2 separate regions of the Gossypium hirsutum genome follow, and region 1 is linked to region 2. Evidence: chromatin contacts called from public Hi-C data. All regions are on one chromosome and are shown on one strand. Each heading gives the region's core, a stretch centred on a gene start, on an enhancer-like site or on the middle of the called end of the contact. The rest is flanking DNA. Distances are from core to core; before and after follow the strand shown. Region 1 holds the start of LOC107890468. Region 2 has its middle 21 kb from the start of LOC121213409.

Region 1 (3,235 bases), core at 416-2,915, 150 kb after region 2:
TTCTTTAGGGATGACAATGCATCAAATATAAATAGTACTGTCCATTAAATACCTGCAATTATTAAGTAATAAAAAATAAAAAATTTATATTCGAATTTGTAAATTTGTTTTAAGATTTGAATCCATTTTTTTCGCATTAAATCTAAATTGTATTGTACATGAAATATCTGCAATTATTAAGTAAAAAAGTAAAAAAAATTAAAAAGTATTTCAGATATTCAAATTCGAACAAATAAAGAGGATTTATATATCCATTATCTAAATTTGTATTTGTTATCTGCAAAAAAAAAAAAAAAACAAAAAACAAAATAGATTTACATAATGGATATCCAAAGGTTAATATTCATATTTTCTTTGAATCCCTTATTACTAATAATTTGAATATCTAAATCTAAATATTATCCAAATTTATAAATATATGAATTTGTACTATTTATTTCCATCCCCATGTTTTCCTTGAATTACTGTATATTGAATTGGTTAAATGCTCAAATTTAATATTAAGGTTTTCAAATAAGTACTTTTTTTTAAACAATGTTTTGTGAAAAAAATGAAATGATTAATAAAGCCTTTAGGGAGGGTAATAATGACACCCTTAATACACTTACTCCTAACATGTTTGAATTAGTTCTTTAGTACACCAAGACTTTTAGTGGCCCATGGAAATGAAACTTTATGTTGGAATCTAAATCCTATAAATAGTTTCACTATGGCTAGTGCTAACACTTCTATTGTGAATAGAAGGAATCCTAGTGTTGAAAACCACTTTAACTCTTTACCCTAGTGAAAGCTTATTGGGAAATCTAAAGTCTTTCCTAAAATACGAATCTTTCTTTGGAAATGTTTCCTTTAAATTGTCCCAACCAGAGCATTCTTTGGTAGTAGGGGAATAAATATAGAGGACAAGAGTTCATTATGCCTAACACACTAGAAACACTTAGCCACTTACTAAGAGACTATGCAGTTATAAAACAATGATAGAATTGAATTTGGCCAAGGGAGACTAACTAAAGCGTAAATAATATTATGCTTCACGAATGATTAGAGAAAAATGACAAGAATTGGCATCATCTCTATAGAATTTCTTAGAAAGTGATTTTTGCTTCTATGTTATGATAAATTTAATTGTCTCAAAATGTCGTCATTTTTCATGAAAGAGTCGAGACAAATCAAGTAGCTCCATAACTCTTTCTAAAGTTGTAGAATTTCATGCTCTATCTACACCTCTTCATAGATATAAACTACTTACAATAATAGATATCAAATAATAACCATCCCTCTCAAGATGATTTAAACTAAACACAGATAGTTTTGTTCTTGCTAATCTTGGAAAGGCAAAAACACATATGATCATTGGAGATAATATAATAAATTAGGTTATTAGAGTTTATAGTTATATCTCACATGTTATGAGTGTTCAAGCGGAGTTTTAAACTTTTAAAAGTAGTCTAATGCTTGTTAGGGACAAGAAGATAGCTAATATTATTGTAGAGCTTGATGGTTCGGTTGTTATTAGTTTGATTTGTAACAAAAATTTGATGAATCCCTTTTTGTATACCCTTAAGTAGCCTAGTTAATATCCTCTAATCGTGGACTTTTCACTTTTGTTGTCGACAGCCACCGAACTATTTATTACCCATTATGCGTGCCGAGTCCATCAGAGTTATGTTTAATTAATCTATCAATGTTCTTTATGACAATAAAAAAAGCGAAGAAAATCCTGAGCCTGAGGGGTTGGTTTACTGTTAAGTTTTAACCGACAAATCTTACCATAGCTGACGAGCATCCCGCATACCTGCCCAAGTCGTAACATAGTCTACTGTGTCTAACAAAAATAAAGGGAAAAAAGAAGAAAAAAAAAGCGTATCTGAACGCTTGTTTATGTCTTGACTCTGTGGTGATCTTGTTAGGCTCAGGCTTTACTGCACTGATCCGCCGGATCTCGTGGCCGAGTCTCTTTCTCTCTCCATCGTCCCACCGAAAACCTTTATTATCCAGTTGTAGATCAAACATTCAACGCCAAAGGGTTTCTTAAGTGAATCCGAGCAAGAAAGAAAGAGTAGATGAAAGGGCACGAGAAATTGACTCTGCTTCTATGCCTAATATGGACTGCAACCATCCTTTACGGCGAGATGTTCTCCTTTTACATGCCCTTTCTCTTCTCTTGCTCTTGGCCTCACCTTTCCTCATCCTCTTCTTCCGATTCCACTGTAATTTTCTTGTCGTCTCTTTTCACTAATTTGATCTTCATTTTTCTTTTTGTTTTATTGATATTTGAATTGATCTCATTTCCATTACTATTATTAACATGTTCCAAGCTGAGAATATGTTGATTTTAGAAGATGCAATTATAAAAGCAAATTTACTTTTGAAAGGGTTGAAATATGCAGAAATTTGAGTTCTATTTAGCCACAACAACAACAAAAAAAGACTGAAAGCAATCAGTGGTGGGGTTTAGTATCTTTTTAATAAAATTTACGTTTTAACTTTCAGCATTGGGATATTTTTGGTATTAACAATTGTGCTGTCGATTCCTGAGGCTTTTTGCTTTCAGAAGATATGTTGAAACCCAAACTTCAATGATTCAAAGCTAATTCCCTATATTTGATTAAATTTTAATTACCCTAAAAGATTACTTATTTATGTGTGAAATGCTCTACTCATTTTTATCTTTCCGAATGAAAGAAAGTAGCAAAAGCATCAAATTAACATTTGTTATCAGATCATTTTTCTTTTGGTTATTTACTTAGATAAACTGGAATGATGCTTATTTAGTGCTAATCTGTTACACCTAGTACAAAGGAATCTAGTGTTTGAACTATACTCATTATACATTTCAGGAATTCTTGGCACCTGTTTAAGTTCCTTAAAACTATAGTGTGCTCAATTAATGATTCTCTGGGTGTGATTATGGATGATAACACTGTATAACTCAAATAGAACACATTGATGCAGTTTATTGCGCATTTTATCATGCTCATGAGCGAATCAACAGAGGAACTAACAGTTTTTGTTTTGCAAGTTTAGATGAATGGAAAAGGTTATGCGGCTGATTATGTCAAAGTGGCTGTTATTGCTGATCCACAGGTACTCTTGTCCTCGTCCTGTTATTCATCCTTGTTGCATTCTAACATATATTTGTTGTCTTTAACAGATCATGGACAAAACCTCCCTTCGCCTGCCGTCTAAATCACTTGCTTTGGAGTTTGTACAATTCTATACAGATTTGTTCATG
Region 2 (3,249 bases), core at 351-2,850:
TACCGATGGCATCTGGCCGGGTGGAATCACTTGGTTGACTCGATTAGAAAGCGATTCATTGTTTTGGAAATTGAATCACCAACGGGACAATTATCCAAACTGACTCAAACAACGACAGTGGAGGATTATCAATCTTAGTTTGAGGATTTAGCTTTACGTACTCATAATTTATCCGATTAGTTTTTAATGCACTGCTTTATATCAGGCTTGCAGGAAGATATCAAGAATGAGGTGTTTAGTCATTGTTCTTCTTCTATGATCAAGGTTCAGGCACTTTCTTGATTTTAGGAAGCTCGTTTACACGATAAACGGCAATTGGGTCGGGCCTCCTCCAACAAGCTACCACCATTATTACCCACTCCCAATCTAGTTGTTACTGGGCCTAAGTTTCAACCGGGCTGTCCCCCTCCAGTAGATCAACCCAATCCAGCAATTTCCACTATTCCAATGCCTCGACATATTTCTTCGGCTGAAGCTTAAGCACGCTGTGAAAAGGGGCTGTGTTATTACTATGATGCCAAGTATATGCCTGGGCATAAATTCAAGACCCTCAACTATTTCTTTTGGATGATGAAGGCACATCCGTTGTTTCAACTCTACCACAACCACCACAACTCATTGTTACCTGGGACGGTGATGACATTGATGAATCTGGTCAGGATCAATCCTTGGTTTTCTTGAATGTCTTGGCAGGTTGTATTCACCCTAATACCTTTTGAGTCGTAGGGAACATTTCTGGTCATCAGGTTCAAATTCTCATCGACGGCGGTAATACGCATAATTCTATCTTCAGTCTCGCGTGGCTAAGCATTTGAGACTTTCGATTACATCTACTTCTAATTTTAGAGTCATGGTAGGCAATAGTCAAAAACTGTAGAATGGGGGGTGTATCAAGGATCTTCGTTTACGTGTTCAAGGGACTGAAATTGTGATAGACTTTTATGTGATTCCCTTGGAAGGTACCAAATTGGTTCTTGGGGTCGCGTCGCTAGTTACTTTGGGTTTAATAATAATGGATTTCTCCAAATTATCGTTTCAATTTCGACAAGGCACCATCGACATTCATTGGTTGGGTGAGTCTAGTTCAGTTCCTTAACAGGTTCATATGCAGTCTCTTTGTCGGATGGCTGACGCAAACGTCATTGCCACGTGTTATCTGTTGCATCTTCAACAAACACCATTGGTTGAGCCTTCGGTTGAGTCGACTGACATGGTAGCTCTCTTGGAAGAGTTTGAGTCAATATTTGTTCCCCCTCAGGGCCTTCCACCTACTCGACAAAATGACCACGCCATACATCTCCAACCAGATGTAAAGCTAGTCAATGTTCACCCTTATCGTTATCCATATTTCCAAAAAGCAGAGGTCAAACGCCAAGTTCAACAGATGTTGGATTAGAACTTAATCCGTCGGAGCACTAGTCTATTTTCTTCTCCGGTCATCCTCTTCAAGAAAAAGGATGGCACGTGGTGATTCTATGTGGATTATAGAGCGTTGAACACCGTCACAGTCAAAGACAAGTATTCCAACGGCCGATGAATTGTTTGACGAGTTGGGCAACTCTCAGTTTTTCTCAAAGCTTGATTTGCTTGCTAGCTACCACCAAATTAGAGTTTAGGCTGCCGATGTTCACAAAACTGCACTTTGCACACACGAGGGCCACTACGAATTTCTTGTCATGCCTTTTGGCTTGACCAATGCTCTATCTACTTTTCAGGCTACGATGAATGATATTTTTTGCCCATTTTAAAGCAAATTTGTGATGATCTTTCTCGATGATATACTAGTTTACAGTCGTTAGTGGCAGGACCATTTGGAGCATGTTCGGCAAGTCCTCTTACGATTGCAGGAGACTGGATTTGTTGCCAAGCGAAGCAAATGCACATTTGGGCAACCTACAGTTGAGTATTTGGGACATATCATTTCAAGGGAGGGTTTAGCTGTTGATCCGGCTAAAATCAAGGCGATACGTGATTGGCCTGTCCCCACAACATTACGGGAAGTCTGTAGCTTTCTTGGTATTATAGGGTACTACCAATGCTTTATAAAAGGTTTTGCTTCCATCGTTGCTCTGATCTCGGACTTGTTATGAAAAGATCACCCTTTCGAGTGGACTCCTGCTGCTCAAACGGCACTAGAGCACCTTAAAACATGTCTTTGTTCTGCTCTGGTGCTGGGTCTGCCTCAGTTCGATAAAGAATTTCAGGTCAAAACAGACGCATCAGGTATCGGGGTTGTTCTCATTCAGGAGGGTAGACCTTTGGCCTATTTTAGTCAGAAATTATGCCCTCGTTTGTAGAATTCCTCGACCTACTCTTGCGAAATGTATGCGATAACACAAGCGGTGGGCAAATAACGCCAATATTTGATGGGTCGTAAATTCAGTATTCTTACGGACCAACATGCCCTATGTGAATTAAACCAGCAGACCATACAGACCCCGGAACATCAACGATGGCTCTCCAAATTGGTCTGTATGATTTTGACATTTACTATCATCTAGGGAAACAAAATACGGTCGCGGATGCCTTGTCGTGCGAAACATTGGCTAGTTTTATTGCTCTCTCTCGGCCTATTTTGGGGATTATTGAAGCAATTCGTGCAGCAACACTCGCCGATGGCTAAATACAATTGCTTCGAGCTAGTTTACAACAAGGTGCCACTACTTTAGTTGGATATGATGACAAAGATGGTTTAAGTTTATTCCAGGAGCGTGTTCTGGTTCCTAACGAGACAGCCTTGCGCACCTTGTTTTTGCGTGAATTTCATAGTTCAGTGTTGGGGGGTCATGCTGGAATTACAAGGACCTTCCATTGTTTTTCTGCTGGGTTTTATTGGAAAGGAATGCGTCAGAATGTTCGCCGTTTTGTTCTTAATTGTCAAGAATGTCAATGTATGAAGAGTGACAATTTATCGCCAGCAGGTTTGCTCCAACAAGTTTGCTTCAGCCTCTTCCTATTCCTTCCGAAGTATTTGAAGATATATCTATGGATTTCATTGTTGGATTGCATATGTCTAATCATAAAGAAGCTATTATGGTGGTCGTGGATCGTCTTACAAAGTACGGTCATTTTTTTGCTTTGCCTTGACATTTTGATAGTGCCTATATTGCTCGTGTTGTTATGCAAGGAGTGGTTAAATTACATGGTATCCCACAAACAATTGAGAGTGACAGAGATCATATTTTTCTGAGTGAATTCTGGACAGAATTGGCCAAATTACAAGGAACAAAATTATGTTTTAGTTCTACC

The links. A called contact is a pair of places that touch in the nucleus more often than the background predicts.
Region 1: a Hi-C map of leaf shows a contact between it and region 2, with 2.7 times the contacts expected there. The contact joins the promoter of LOC107890468 here to the enhancer-like site in region 2. A contact is called at or near these places in 19 of 34 Hi-C or Micro-C datasets (anther, fibers, hypocotyl and 3 more).

The regions. Positions count from the first base shown.
Region 1 is chrA13:82,187,123-82,190,357 of Gossypium_hirsutum_v2.1, forward strand. LOC107890468 reads left to right here and starts at 1,666. Exons shown (of 12, transcript XM_041084708.1): 1 at 1,666-2,210; 2 at 3,028-3,087; 3 at 3,155-3,235. The coding sequence starts at 2,064.
Region 2 is chrA13:82,039,256-82,042,504 of Gossypium_hirsutum_v2.1, forward strand. No RefSeq gene overlaps it. Among protein-coding and RNA genes, the nearest start is that of LOC121213409, 21 kb to the right of the region's middle. Within about 2 kb of position 1,601, at least 9 of the 9 cell types and tissues checked have an H3K27ac peak or open chromatin away from gene starts, as enhancers often do. A contact at or near this core is called in fibers, hypocotyl and leaf, where this site is marked.